3 separate regions of the Mus musculus genome follow, and all the other regions are linked to region 3. A link is a contact called in public Hi-C and promoter capture Hi-C data. All regions are on one chromosome and are shown on one strand. The core of a region is the stretch at or near the end of the contact, and the rest is flanking DNA. Distances in the headings are between cores, read along the strand shown.

Evidence for each region. Promoter capture Hi-C pulls out the DNA fragments that hold promoters and counts their contacts. A called contact is a pair of places that touch in the nucleus more often than the background predicts.
Region 1: a contact with region 3 is called in a promoter capture Hi-C map of hippocampal neurons, with 4 times the contacts expected there. The contact joins the enhancer-like site here to the promoter of Schip1 in region 3. A contact is called at or near these places in 3 of 39 promoter capture datasets (the HPC-7 cell line, hippocampal neurons and stem cell-derived epiblast-like cells), 14 of 484 Hi-C or Micro-C datasets (the HL-1 cell line, LSK cells, the N1E-115 cell line and 8 more) and 2 of 9 other capture datasets (adipose tissue and embryonic stem cells).
Region 2: a Hi-C map of pre-megakaryocyte-erythroid progenitors shows a contact between it and region 3, with 3 times the contacts expected there. The contact joins the enhancer-like site here to the promoter of Schip1 in region 3. A contact is called at or near these places in 4 of 484 Hi-C or Micro-C datasets (the HL-1 cell line, embryonic stem cells and pre-megakaryocyte-erythroid progenitors) and 2 of 9 other capture datasets (adipose tissue and embryonic stem cells).

Annotation. Positions count from the first base shown.
Region 1 is chr3:68,182,805-68,186,769 of GRCm38.p6, reverse strand. All of the region lies in intron 4 of Iqschfp (Iqcj and Schip1 fusion protein), which reads right to left. The region is part of intron 1 of Schip1 (schwannomin interacting protein 1); the gene reads right to left. Among named protein-coding and RNA genes, the nearest start is that of Schip1, 120 kb to the right of the region's middle. Within about 2 kb of position 1,764, at least 2 of the 459 cell types and tissues checked have an H3K27ac peak or open chromatin away from gene starts, as enhancers often do. A contact at or near this core is called in hippocampal neurons, where this site is marked.
Region 2 is chr3:68,158,832-68,162,789 of GRCm38.p6, reverse strand. The region is part of intron 4 of Iqschfp (Iqcj and Schip1 fusion protein); the gene reads right to left. All of the region lies in intron 1 of Schip1 (schwannomin interacting protein 1), which reads right to left. Among named protein-coding and RNA genes, the nearest start is that of Schip1, 96 kb to the right of the region's middle. Within about 2 kb of position 1,854, at least 11 of the 459 cell types and tissues checked have an H3K27ac peak or open chromatin away from gene starts, as enhancers often do. A contact at or near this core is called in pre-megakaryocyte-erythroid progenitors, where this site is marked.
Region 3 is chr3:68,062,847-68,067,135 of GRCm38.p6, reverse strand. Schip1 (schwannomin interacting protein 1) reads right to left here and starts at 2,334. Exons shown (of 8, transcript NM_001113421.1): 1 at 2,129-2,334. The coding sequence starts at 2,194. The region is part of intron 4 of Iqschfp (Iqcj and Schip1 fusion protein); the gene reads right to left.

The sequences.
Region 1 (3,965 bases), core at 515-3,014, 120 kb before region 3:
AGTCATTTACCATGGGCTTTGAATTGGCAATGAAAATCCAGGCCCTAAAGTAGATTTCCTTCCTTGGAGCTTTTATCTTTAGCCCCACTCACAATTGCAGCACTGACTTCCCACTTCATTTCCCGAACCTCAGCATCTATCTTGATTACCTCTAGGCTTGCTCTGTGTTCCTATGCAAATACATCTGTCAGATGTGGGGAACAAGAGTAAGGAGCTTTACTCTTTCCTTGGTTGCTCTACTGATGAACGCTATTCTCTTGGTTCACCTTATAGAGTAGACTGATGCCTCTCAGTATTTGCAGTCTCAGGGGGCTGTGATCCTGTTGTACTATTTAGCAGTTCTTGCTGTCCTCGCCCCAACAGTGCCCAGGACAGGGAAAAAGAAACCTGCTAAACAGCTTACTTTCTCATATCCCTTGGTTTGCCTTCTTTGTCTCCCGTTCAATGGCTTAAGGACTCTTCAGTGCCCTCAATATTTCCAGTAGACTCTTGGGAAGCCAGATCGAGCTGTGAGCACAGAACCAGAGCAGAACGTCACCTCAGGAAGAACTCCTTTTTGTCTGGCACAATCACTAGTTCTGATTACTTTCCAAACCTCCTGGTTTTGTAAATGTAGGTTGTATCTAACTTAAAATAGGTGACTTCATTTTAACAGATTGTAAATATAAAATGGTGAAATTTTTCTACAGACCTCTTTCCCCTAGTAGATAACAATTTAAACCAAGCTTGTTTAGATAATCAGAATTGCTGTGGGGAAGCAGTTTTATAAAACTTGAGGAGCAACTCAAAATGAGATATCCATTTCTGATCTCAGCACACAAAGACACTTACAATCATTTTTTCTCCCTGGATATACAAACCTGTCTCCTTTCTTTCTTTTCTAAGTAAATCTCATCATTTTCTTTTCTAAGTAAATAAAATTTTTAATTGCTTGGATTGGGGATGGAGGAAGTCCAGTATAACCAACTTAATATACTTTGCTAGGTTCCATGTTTGAAAACACTTCTTCCCCTCTTCTGCCTCTTTCAGGGCTTACCCTGGGCCTATGGCATCATTGATATTCATGAGAAACCATGGCGACAGTTTGGTAAACAAACCAATAATAAATCCATCTCTCCCATCACATGCAGCAGAAGTTCTTCAGGGGCTTTACTTGTGCTATTTACATATTCAGGCTTAAAATATGTGGTAATTTTATTTCACAAAGGCACCAGGCAGCAAAGCATCTATTTTACACTTCTCGACCTCATTGAGGAGGTGGCTTAACCTGCTCTTGTGCTTGTCTTTCTGCAAATGAGTGACATAGTATGGAGATGCCACCTGTTTCATGGTGGGAGAGCAGGAAAAAAGTGGAGGATTAATTAGTTAATATCTCCAAAGCGCTCCGCAGATGGGAAGTAGATTCGCCAGTGTGGGTTCATATTACGGCTTGCTGCTCTCCTTGTTTCTTACTCTGGAGGCAGAAACCACTAGGTTGATTTTTTTGCAAATGAGAAACCCTGCTCTAATTTATCATTTAGATGCTTTGATTTTAGAGATGTTCTGTTGTAATGATGGGGATATTTGCTCCCTACCCTAACTCCTCTGTGAGAAAGGCAAAGAATCTGCATTCTTTAAGGCACCAGAAATAGACACTTAAGGAAACCCACCAGGAGTGAATAGTTATCACTGGATTTCAACATTAGCATGAATGCTCTGTGCTGCTTCTTTTCCTTCTGGGAAAACAGCCAGTTCACATTTAGAAGAGTATATAGAATCTGAAGTCGTATTCCTCGGCATATGGAATTACCTAATAGGATTGCCTGAACACTTCCACCTTAATTCCAAGCAATGGAAGGCCTAAGACAGCACAACTCACAATCGCCACACATTGGAAACTGTCCAAACACCCTCCGAGAGTTGAGGTGATGGGTAAATAATGGTACATTCACAGAGTAGAATTCAGTTCAGTAGTGGGAATGAACAATCTACAACTAAGCCCACACCAAAGCACACACCTTGTAAGCATAATAAAAACAGAATGAAGACAGACAGAAGAGCTCATGCTTTATGGCTCCACTTGCACGGGGAGCAGGGCACAGAGAATGGAGCCTCACTGTTATCAGTGAAGCAAGGTGTCACTCTTGCATGGAGCAGTAACTGGAAGGCTTCATAGAGGTTTAGCCCTGCTTGCAACGTTTTGCTTCCCGGTGTGAGTGGTTACATAGATACTGCCCTGTGGTGGCAATGTCATGGAAATTACACTTACTATTTATACAAGATTCTCAAAAGTCTCTGAACCATCCACCATCCCTGCATTTCTTGTAGACAGGATAAATTTGGTGTTGAAAGTTTTGTGGGTGAGTTAGTGTCCCTATCACTCTACTGGGGTTCCTTCCTGGCTACAGGAGGTGTCCTCTTCAGGTTCCATATTCCCAAAGCTGTGAGTCACAGATAAGGTCACCCCATTGATTCTTGGTCACCTCTCTTATCCCAGGTCTCTGCCACATCCTCCTGGAGATGCCCTTCACCTCCGTACCCCTGTCAGGTACAGATTTTCTTTCTTTCTCATGACCATAAGGCCATCTCTCCTGTTCTTTCCCACACCTGACCCTGAACCTTCCCATTCCCTTCCCTATCCCCTATCCCCTATCCCACCCACTTCCCTCCCTACATTCATCTCTTATGACTATTTTATTCACCCTTCTAAGTGGGATTCAGGCATCCTTACTTGTACCTTTCTTCTTGATTAGCTTCTTTGGGTCTGTGGAGTGTAGCATGGGTATACTGTTTTCCAATAAGCAGCCCAACTTGAGACCCATTCCATGGGCAAGCACCAATCCATGACACTATTAATGATACTCTGTTACGATTGCAGACAGGAGTCTAGCATGGCTGTCTGCTGAGAGGCTCCACCCAGTAGGAACTCCACAGAAAAACCAACAGAGTCAACTAACCTGAACCCTTGGGACTCTTAGAGACTGAACCACCAAGCTGTATATCAGCTTTGTATTGAAACAATTCAGAAGGTCGGTCAGTCTAAGAGTATAGCACAGTGGCAATGTGAATGCCTAGCAGAAGTGAGATCCTGGGGTTAGACTCCAGTACCCCATGCCTCAAATGGCTTATTTTTCTCCTTTTGCATTGGATAATGTCATTGATTTATAGAATAATGAAAAAACTGGACCCACAGAATCCAGTATGGAATGAGTGTCTGGAGTGTAGGGCAGGGGTTCCCTCCATACTGTGTCAGGCTATTTGTGGCTAAGCTTGTTTATTTAAGTAAACAATTCTTCAAACATCTGAAGTTTGCAAGCTTTCTCAGGATGTGGACACAGAGAAGACTAAAATTCCCACTCTTTCAAAGTACATATTTCTTTTTTTATTGGATATTTTCTTTATTTACACTTCAAATGCTATCCCCTTTCCAAGTCTCCCCTCTGGAATTCCCTATCCCATCCCCCTCTTGCCCTGCTGAGAGTGTCACATCACAGGAGAGAAGGTAACAAGTCTCTTGGGACAAGAAAACAAAACCCATCAGGAAAAGGTAGAGTGAATAGAGACTCATGGTGGGAGAGAAGCAAGTTGACAATCTCAGTAGATCAGTCAGATACCCAGTCTCACTGCAAAGGTGAGTTGCTCCCCGATGGACACTGAACAATCCTGACCCTGCCTCCTTTCTTCACACAAAACAGGCACGCCTTAAACTCTACTCCACAAGTAATTGTTCTATCCCCCAAAACAATTGTACATCACATGGCCTTATTGGCTATTGTGATCTGCATAGCAGGTGGTACCAACTGCCCACCATAGCCATGGACATATTTTAATAAAGAGTCTCAATAACCAACAGACTAACTTGCTCCTTGGGACAATCAAACAGAGCCAATTACATTTAAAGGGCATCTGCCAAAAATAATGCGCTTCATTTCTGAGAGGTTGATAATTATGCCATTGTTTCCAATAATAATCAGATAGCAAGACAA
Region 2 (3,958 bases), core at 605-3,104, 96 kb before region 3:
GATATGCTTTTAAATAGCTTTACTGGTGTGTTGGGGTGCCCAGGACGGGTGAGGTGGGAGTGCTGAGTTCTGATGATGGTGAGCGGTCTTGGTTTCTGTTAGTAAAATTCTTACATTTGCCTTTTGCCATCTGGTATTCTCTGGAGTTAGTTCTTATCGTTGTCTCTGGTTAGAGCTTGTTCCTCTGGTGATTCTGTTAGCCTCTATCAGCAGACCTGGGAGACTAGATCTCTCCTCTGAGTTTCAGTGGTCAGAGCACTCTCTGCAGGCAAGCTCTCCTCTTGCAGGGAAGGTGCCCAGATATCTGGCGTTCGGACCTGCCTCCTGGCAGAAGTTGTGTTCCACTCACCAGAGGTCCTAAGATCTTGTGGAGAGTCCTCTAGGGACCTTGGGGGTGTCCGCTGACTCCATGCCCAAGGTGATCCAGTGCTGGCGCCTACTGGAAGGGACCTCACAGTAATATCTTAGTCTAGGATAAGATAAAGCAGGACCTCCCGGGATTGTTCTCTAGCTCTTTATGTTTTGTGAACAATAGATTATCCTCATCCCTGTCTCAAAAGACAATATCACAATATCACAAAATAAAGTCTTATTCTTGTTTAGGACAGAGTAAAGTTTATTTTGATTTTGAATAAAAAAAACCCAGACAGCTAAAAAGTAATGGCAACATTCAAAATCAAAGCTACTTATAATAAGCAACCACTTCAATATTGTCCTGAAGTATAATTTCTGCTGAATATTATTTATCTTTCAGAGTTGGAAAACCACCAGGCACACTGATCAGAGAAGCTTTCTCTACCCTAAATGAGCCATTATCTATTGTATCCTTTGAAAGCCACTTGTGTCAAAGTCTGGGCAATGATCACAAGACAAGTTTAGTCCAAAGTGTCAGCGAAGTGCCTCTTTTCTCTGATACGAAATATTTCACTTATTCAGCATATACCACATTTACAAAACACCAGCCTAGTGTTGAGACACAAAATAAACCACTTGTGATTGTCCTCTTTCCCTATACCGTAGAATCTCATTCCCACCTTTAGCAATTCAACAATGACAAGTACTTATTGAACAGCCACTATGTAATAGGTCTTAATTGCCTCCTTGATATCTGTCAGTAAATGAACAAAATTAGCAACTGTCTTGTAGCCTGTGTTCTAGAGGAGAGTCAGACAATGTGCATGCTGCATAAATTGACATATCATGCAGTCATTTGAATAGGAATGGCGTCCAAAGACTCATGTATTTGAATGTTTGGCCTATTGGGAGTGGCACTATTAGGAGGTATGGCCTTGTTTTATTAAGTGTGGCCTTGATGGAGTAAGAGTGTCACTACTGAGGTTATATATGCTCAAGCTCTGCTCAGTATGACACACAGTCTCTCATTGCTGCCTGGGGATCAAGATGTAGAACTCTGTCCCCAGCACCGGGTTTATCTATATGCTTCTATACTTCCTGCCAAGGTGATAATGGACAAATCTTTGTATATCCGTCCCAATTAAATATTTTTTTATAAGAGTTGCCTTGGCAATGGAAGCCTAAGACACATCTTACTTAGAGCAGGGCGGGAGTATCAAGAATAATATTAATAAGGCAAGACTATCAAAGACAAGGGGACATTTGCATCAAAGGTCATTATGTATGCAGATATTTGGAGATGAGTCTTCTAAGTGGAAGGAGCGACCAATGAAAGGTCCCAAGGGGAGAAGTGTGCCTGGAGTATGCAAAGGACAAGGAGAAGACAGGAGAATGAAGTGGGGTAACTAATAGCTGCGGGAGGAGGGATGCTTGGAGGGGCAGGGAGAGGATGCAGGCTGCAGTGGGCAGGAAGCCTGGCACCAAGAGATAAGGAGCCAGCTGAAATTTGGAACAGAGTGGTAACTGGCTGACTAAAATTGTAAAGCAACCGTCTGGGCACTGTGTAGAAAGCAGACCACAGAGTCAGCAAAGAGACCAATTCAGAGAACATTAGAGTTTCAGCAGTGGCATAGCCCATAACCTAGCTATGTTAGTGGGAAGATGAGTTCATATTCTCAAAAGGGTTTCTGGGTGGATTGTGTATATGGGATTCGAGACAAGCTAGTCAAGTACAATGCTAATGCCTAACTTAACAGATTTTCTAAAGTGAGAAGTTCCATATCAATTCAAAAGTTCATATGTTATGTGAAAGGCAGCCATCAATTCCAGATAAGGAATGGGATTCAGGTTTAAATGCAACTGTTTCAGCACTTAGGACTCACAATCCACTTGGCTCCAGCAGGATTTGCCTACAACCGTTGTTTGTGTTTTATTAATTCACTCCTTATGTAACTTTCAGTATCAACTGTTTTCAATAACCAACTTCACACAAGAACACTTGTAAACAAATGGGAGTAAATTAAATGCCTCCTTGTAAATCCAGTTCATGAGGTAGTTAACATTGGCCCACATGAAACTCATACTTATATGGTAGATTTATAGCATTAACAGTGACTTAACTAGCAAATGCTTTTGGTCTCTGTTATCCCATGCATAAAATATCTTTTTACTAGAGCATGGGCCATGGCTTTTGAGAGATGAGGTAAGCAAATGGCTTGTGCTTTGGAGTCAGACCAGACTGAGTAAAAGCCTGGCAGGCTGAAAACTGGGGCAGTGCTAAACCTCACTTTTGTCTCTGTGTCCTTGGGGCAACAATTCCAACTTTCCTGGACCTTGTGATGATTTGAAACTACATATATAAAGATTGGAATTTGGTGGATCCTAGAAAATAGAGATGCTATCATAGCCTGCACTGTGCAACTCAACGGTTATTTTATATTGCTGTGTTTTAATGCTGATGTTTATATATGAACACATTCTTCATATGATTTAATCACAACACCAATGATACAACAATGTCTTGTAGTAGATTCAAAGCAGAATAATCTTTTTTTTTTTTTATCAGAACACCCTGTAGTGAGTTTAGTTTTGGTGGCCCATATATTGCTACTGGTTGTGATGAAAAGGAGACCCATAAATAAAAACATGTCAGCCTTAAACACCTTAGCAGCTGATGGGAAACAAGGCAACTGACAGCTGTTTCCCTATGTGGTGATCCTGCAAGAATGAGAATACAGAGGAAGATTATCTGCCAGAGGCCCAACATAAATACGATTTGTGCAACCAGCTACCCCAGATTTTAGAACTGCTCATCTTTACAAATTACCTCAGAAACGCTTATCCCAGAAGGCTTCTTGACTCAGCATTTCAAGGAGGTTGCGATTTAAAAATTTCCTTCCTTGGGGAGTCAGGTTTCTTTAAGACAAGTCAGCTACATACCAGTTGAAGGTCACATATTCAAAATACATGAGCTGCACAAATTAGACTCAATAGGCTAAGTAAAAAAGGAGGACACAATGTTGGGTGGGTAGGGGAGAAGGATTGGGTCTGGACAGAGCTGGGAAAGGGGAATATATAATCAAAACACATTGTACAAAATTTTCAAAGATACACACACACAGAGACAGACAGACAGACAGACAGACAGACAGACACACACACACACACACACACACACACACACACACACACACACTCCTTCTTACTTTTCCCTTTTTGAAACAAAAACCGTTAAACTGGATACCAGCTAATTTAAACCCACATTCTAGGCAGCAACCTTACAGTTCCAAAATGCCATGATTTGTGTCTTTTTAGCAAAAGATTCAAGGGAAGATCTTGGGAACATCATGGTGTTCATCGAACTCTCCATTTGTGATGCAGTTCTCTTGGAAATGGTGAGGAAGTTCTCTCTAACTTAAGATGCAGTTGGACAGGTGGAAGACCCGATCCACCCGGTCAGGCAGGCCTGATCATCCCAGATGTTGTCTGGCCCACCTGACAAGGTGGATGCTATAAAAACTGAAGCTGGGAGAGATGAGATGTAAAATCCTCCTCTGTGTATCCCGTACAGTGGGGCCTTGAGGGGAGAACACCATCTACTGCT
Region 3 (4,289 bases), core at 1,085-3,584:
CCATCTATGTCCAGCATCCTTACAAAGGATTTTAACTACAGTGGTTTTTGCTAAACAGATACCCCCCCACACTTTTTTCAGCCAAAGGTTATAGAGCCCCGCAAGGGTGGGTGAACCACAAAACTGTGAGCATATTTTTACGTTGGCAAGAAAAACAAAATGTCAGTCAACTAAATTTAAGATTGTTCACACACATCTGCTACCAACAGAATGCTGTAAAAAAAAAAAAAAAAAGAAAAGAAAAAGAAAAAGGACAAAATGGGGAGCACTCACAGTCTAAATAGCTCTGTGTGTCTTCTGTTGTTGGGTGATTTGCACTCTTTCAATAATGATTGAAAGGCTATCAGACCTGAAGCTAACATCTGTTGGTGGTTTGTCATGTAGCAACAATTTCTAGTTAAGCAAATACATAAACAACCATATCTCAAACTGTCTAAGCTAGGTAGCGGCGGTTATAAATACATCACCAAAATGTTTTCCAAAGAGGAACAAATGTAAAATGCTTCACTCCTGACAATATTGTACCACATTATGTCCTTGAGAGACTGAGAGAGAGGAAAAGATTGACAGATAACAGATCCCTGAATCTAGCAAGCCTCACAAACCCAACTTTAGAGCATACAGCAGGCACAGGTTATGACACCAGCCTCACATTGTCTGTGTTATTGAAGGATAGTCTCTCCACTCAAAAAAGACTTGTCCAAGGTCCACTTCCTCTAGGGAATAGACACAGCTCATGAGAAAAAGAATGTTAAAACAAAGTCCCACAGCACAGCTACTATGGGGAAAAACACTGTTTCCTTCTAAAATCCATGCAGAAACGTAAAACCCAAGCAAACAAAACTAAAAGATCTGGGTGGTAAAGCTAGGTTTCACACATTTCAAATCGCTTAGTTCTCTTAAATATTGAGATCAATTTAGGAAAGCTCTAGTGTATCTACTAAGCAAAGCTGTCAAAAATACATATAACAATAGCACCTTAGTGCAAAATTAAGTCATGTCTTTTTAAATTATACATTTCACATACTGTCAAGAATAAGTACCATTTATCTAAAAATCAAATGGCAAGTTACTGAAGAGTTAAGATGAATGGCAATTCAGCTGAAATTAATATATAATAGAAAGAAATATCTATGCTTGATGTTTTCAAATATAAGAACCATCAAGAGAAGTGAGTTTTATATCATAATAACATTAAAAGAGTGTCGTTATACTTTAAAGTAAAGGGTTTAGCATATGTGTCTGAAACTATATTTAACTGGCCTGAAAAAATTTTTTTCTTTAATTATGTTTTAAATGGCCCTATGTTCTCCTACACAGAATATGTGCTGGGGTCGTTATTGGCAGCAATTAAGAGGATCTTCTCCCTTGGTTGTGTGAGGTTGTAATATACAGTTCTCCAGGGGTGTACGGATGATTTGTAAGGGTGGCTAAAGAATGATTGGGGGGGGGACGACAATAAATTTGTTGTTTTTGAATTTTTAATTTAAACAGTTAAGTTGGAAGTTTTGAAACTAAATAAATATATCTAGTGATACTAAGATAGCAATTTCAATAGCCCATATCTAATCATGTTATTTTAAGAAGCTGCTTATAACCTCCATCAGTTCCGCTGTATGTATTTGATGCAAATAAATGCCAGCGCTTTAAGTCACAATTGTCACCTGTGTGTCTGAACATTAGGACAGCTAAGTGCTCTTTTGGAATGGAAATTATGATCTGTGGTCTAAGAGTTTAACTGCTCTTCAGGTTAGTGACCAATCAGAAACCCCCTTTCAGCCCCTTCTGATTACAAAGAGCAACAAACTGCACATTTGAAACTATCTATGTATGTTTATAAAATGATAGTTCCAAAACATCTGGATTGTATATTTTCAGTGTAGTTAATTTGTGTTGGAGTTTTAACTTTCAACATTCTCAAAATTCAAAGTACAGACATTCACATCATAGAATGCAATATTTTCTTTAAATGAGCATATTAGCTCTTTCTAAAATAACATTTACCTGGTTGTCTCTAAACTTTAAAATGCAGTGAAGAACCTATCTTTTATAGTGTCTGTTTTATTAGACTTGGGGGTTACTGTTCCCATATGTCTATGGTATACAAGACTGGATGTGGAAAACTTACTCTGTCAGCTTGCTTGCCTGGGTCGCAGTCCCACGCGGCCCTTACGCGCTGCTCAGACCTCTCCATGGTGCTGAAGAGCTACCCTCGTCCATTTGAGAAGGAAGAGCGGTTCACTGAAACCGCCTTGGAAAGGAATCCATAGAGAGCCACTTTGTTAGCAGGTAAAGTTACCTAGAGAGTTTCTACAGCGCATGCCGCGAGGTGTGATGTCTCCCCTTTAGTTAACAACCCCGGCAGCTTAAAGCAAATCTTGGAGCATAAATCTTCAAAACTGAAGGAAAAATGTAAGTTTCCCAAGAGAAGAAACTGCCTGGTTTTTGTCTGCGTTGTTCAAATAGGGGGAATAAACATACAAAGATGACCAGGCTCCTTGGAGAACAGAGAAGTCCAAAGAGAGAACCTCTTGATCTTTATGAAGAGAACAATTCCCCTCTAATATGAAGCACTTGATTCACCTAATCTTCATTAACTTAAAAAATATATGAAAATAAAGCTGAAAACTCCACAAGGCTCCATTGTGGAATTCCACGATACACACTGTGCAAGCAGCTCTGCCTCCCTCTCGTCCCGGCTTCTGTCTGCTGAAGATTCTCACAGCAAATATCAGCAGACTCTTCTGCTTCTCGTAGGTTACCTCTTTCTGAGGCTGGAATGTATAAAGAGCCACATGACACCCAGTGATGTCATCTTGAAAGCAGGTCACAGTTGCTGCCGTATGTAGATGAAATCCTTCTATTAAGTATTTAGCATAATGATTTTCTTGAAAATCTATTTGCATCAAATAACTTGGTCTTCCACCAATACGGTTAACCCTATCAACAGAATGCCTCAAAGAGGTCGATTCCCAGCTCACACGCGAAGCCGTCTCGGGGTGAGCTGGGATGAGCTTCTGGTGTGCCTCAGGAGATGTGTCATTATGATCAACTCATGAAGAGTGTGAAGCCCCTTCTCTGCTCCCCAGGAGCTGCCGTAGAAACGAGAATGATTTCTTCAGACATGGAATCTACTTCGAAAACAACTCAGAATTTTTAGCACGTTAAAAAAAAATGTAATCTTCTAAAAATCAGATCACCATGACTGAGAAATAAAAGCTCAAGCAACTCCCTTCAACTCCTAACACTATTTTATTTAATGGGATAAAACATTTCAAAAGCATCAAAAACTTACTACTTCTGAAAAGATTTGAATTGTATTTTCAAAAAGTTGGTAGGGAGCTTTCTTTAATTATTCACAGATGTTTTAAATACAGAATGAAGAAATAGTTAAAATGTTAACGATATATTCTAAATAAGCCACTGTAAAAGATAACATACAGGTACAGTTTTAAGGAACTTAGGATGAGAGTGTCCAGTTTTATTCTATACAGCATGCTTCTCTTTTATTTCTAGTTAGTCACATAGCCTAATTAAAGATTTTTTTTTTCAGTCATGATTGGCAAAACTTCCCCATGCGTGAACTCAGTAGGTTATAAGAGGGGGAGCATGCATGACAGGGTAAGTGAAAGGCGGGGGAAGGGAAGAATTGCAGAGGAGGGAATGGAGGGGGATACGGTCAAAACACTTTAAACACGCTTATAAAATTATCAATCAAAAAGTTGTCACAAAAGTTCGTGTTAGTACAACACTGAAATAACTAATATATCAAATTGTATATAAACATACAAAAGTGAAAGCAAGTAAAAAATAAGGATGCTATGCCGCCGGATACAAAGCCAAAATATTGTTGCATGGAGTTTTGGATTGCCTTCTTCCAACCTCAAGTTTCCCTAAGGGAGCACTTTTCTATAAGCCCCACAGCCACTGGTGTCCCTCTTTTCCTCCTCTCCGGGAAGCTGGAAATTGCTCAGGCTGAGGGATTACAAACTAGGGCCTCTGTGGTCCTGATTTGTCTCCATGCCCAGGACTCCCTTGGCCTTGCTTGTGGGTGGGGTCAACAGCTTTCAATGCTACTGGTGGCTGCTAACAGTTGATTCTAGAGTCCAGTGATGATGCTCAGCCTTGCCTCTGTCTGAATTATACCCAGGATTCTAATGTTGGTAAGAAAGAAATCTCAGATGTAGATCCCCTGCTGTCTATCACTCTTACTTCCTAAGAAGATGTTCCTAGAAAAGGTGTTATCTACTAACTTCTGAAATCCCACCTTCCAATAGCACTGATTTGTT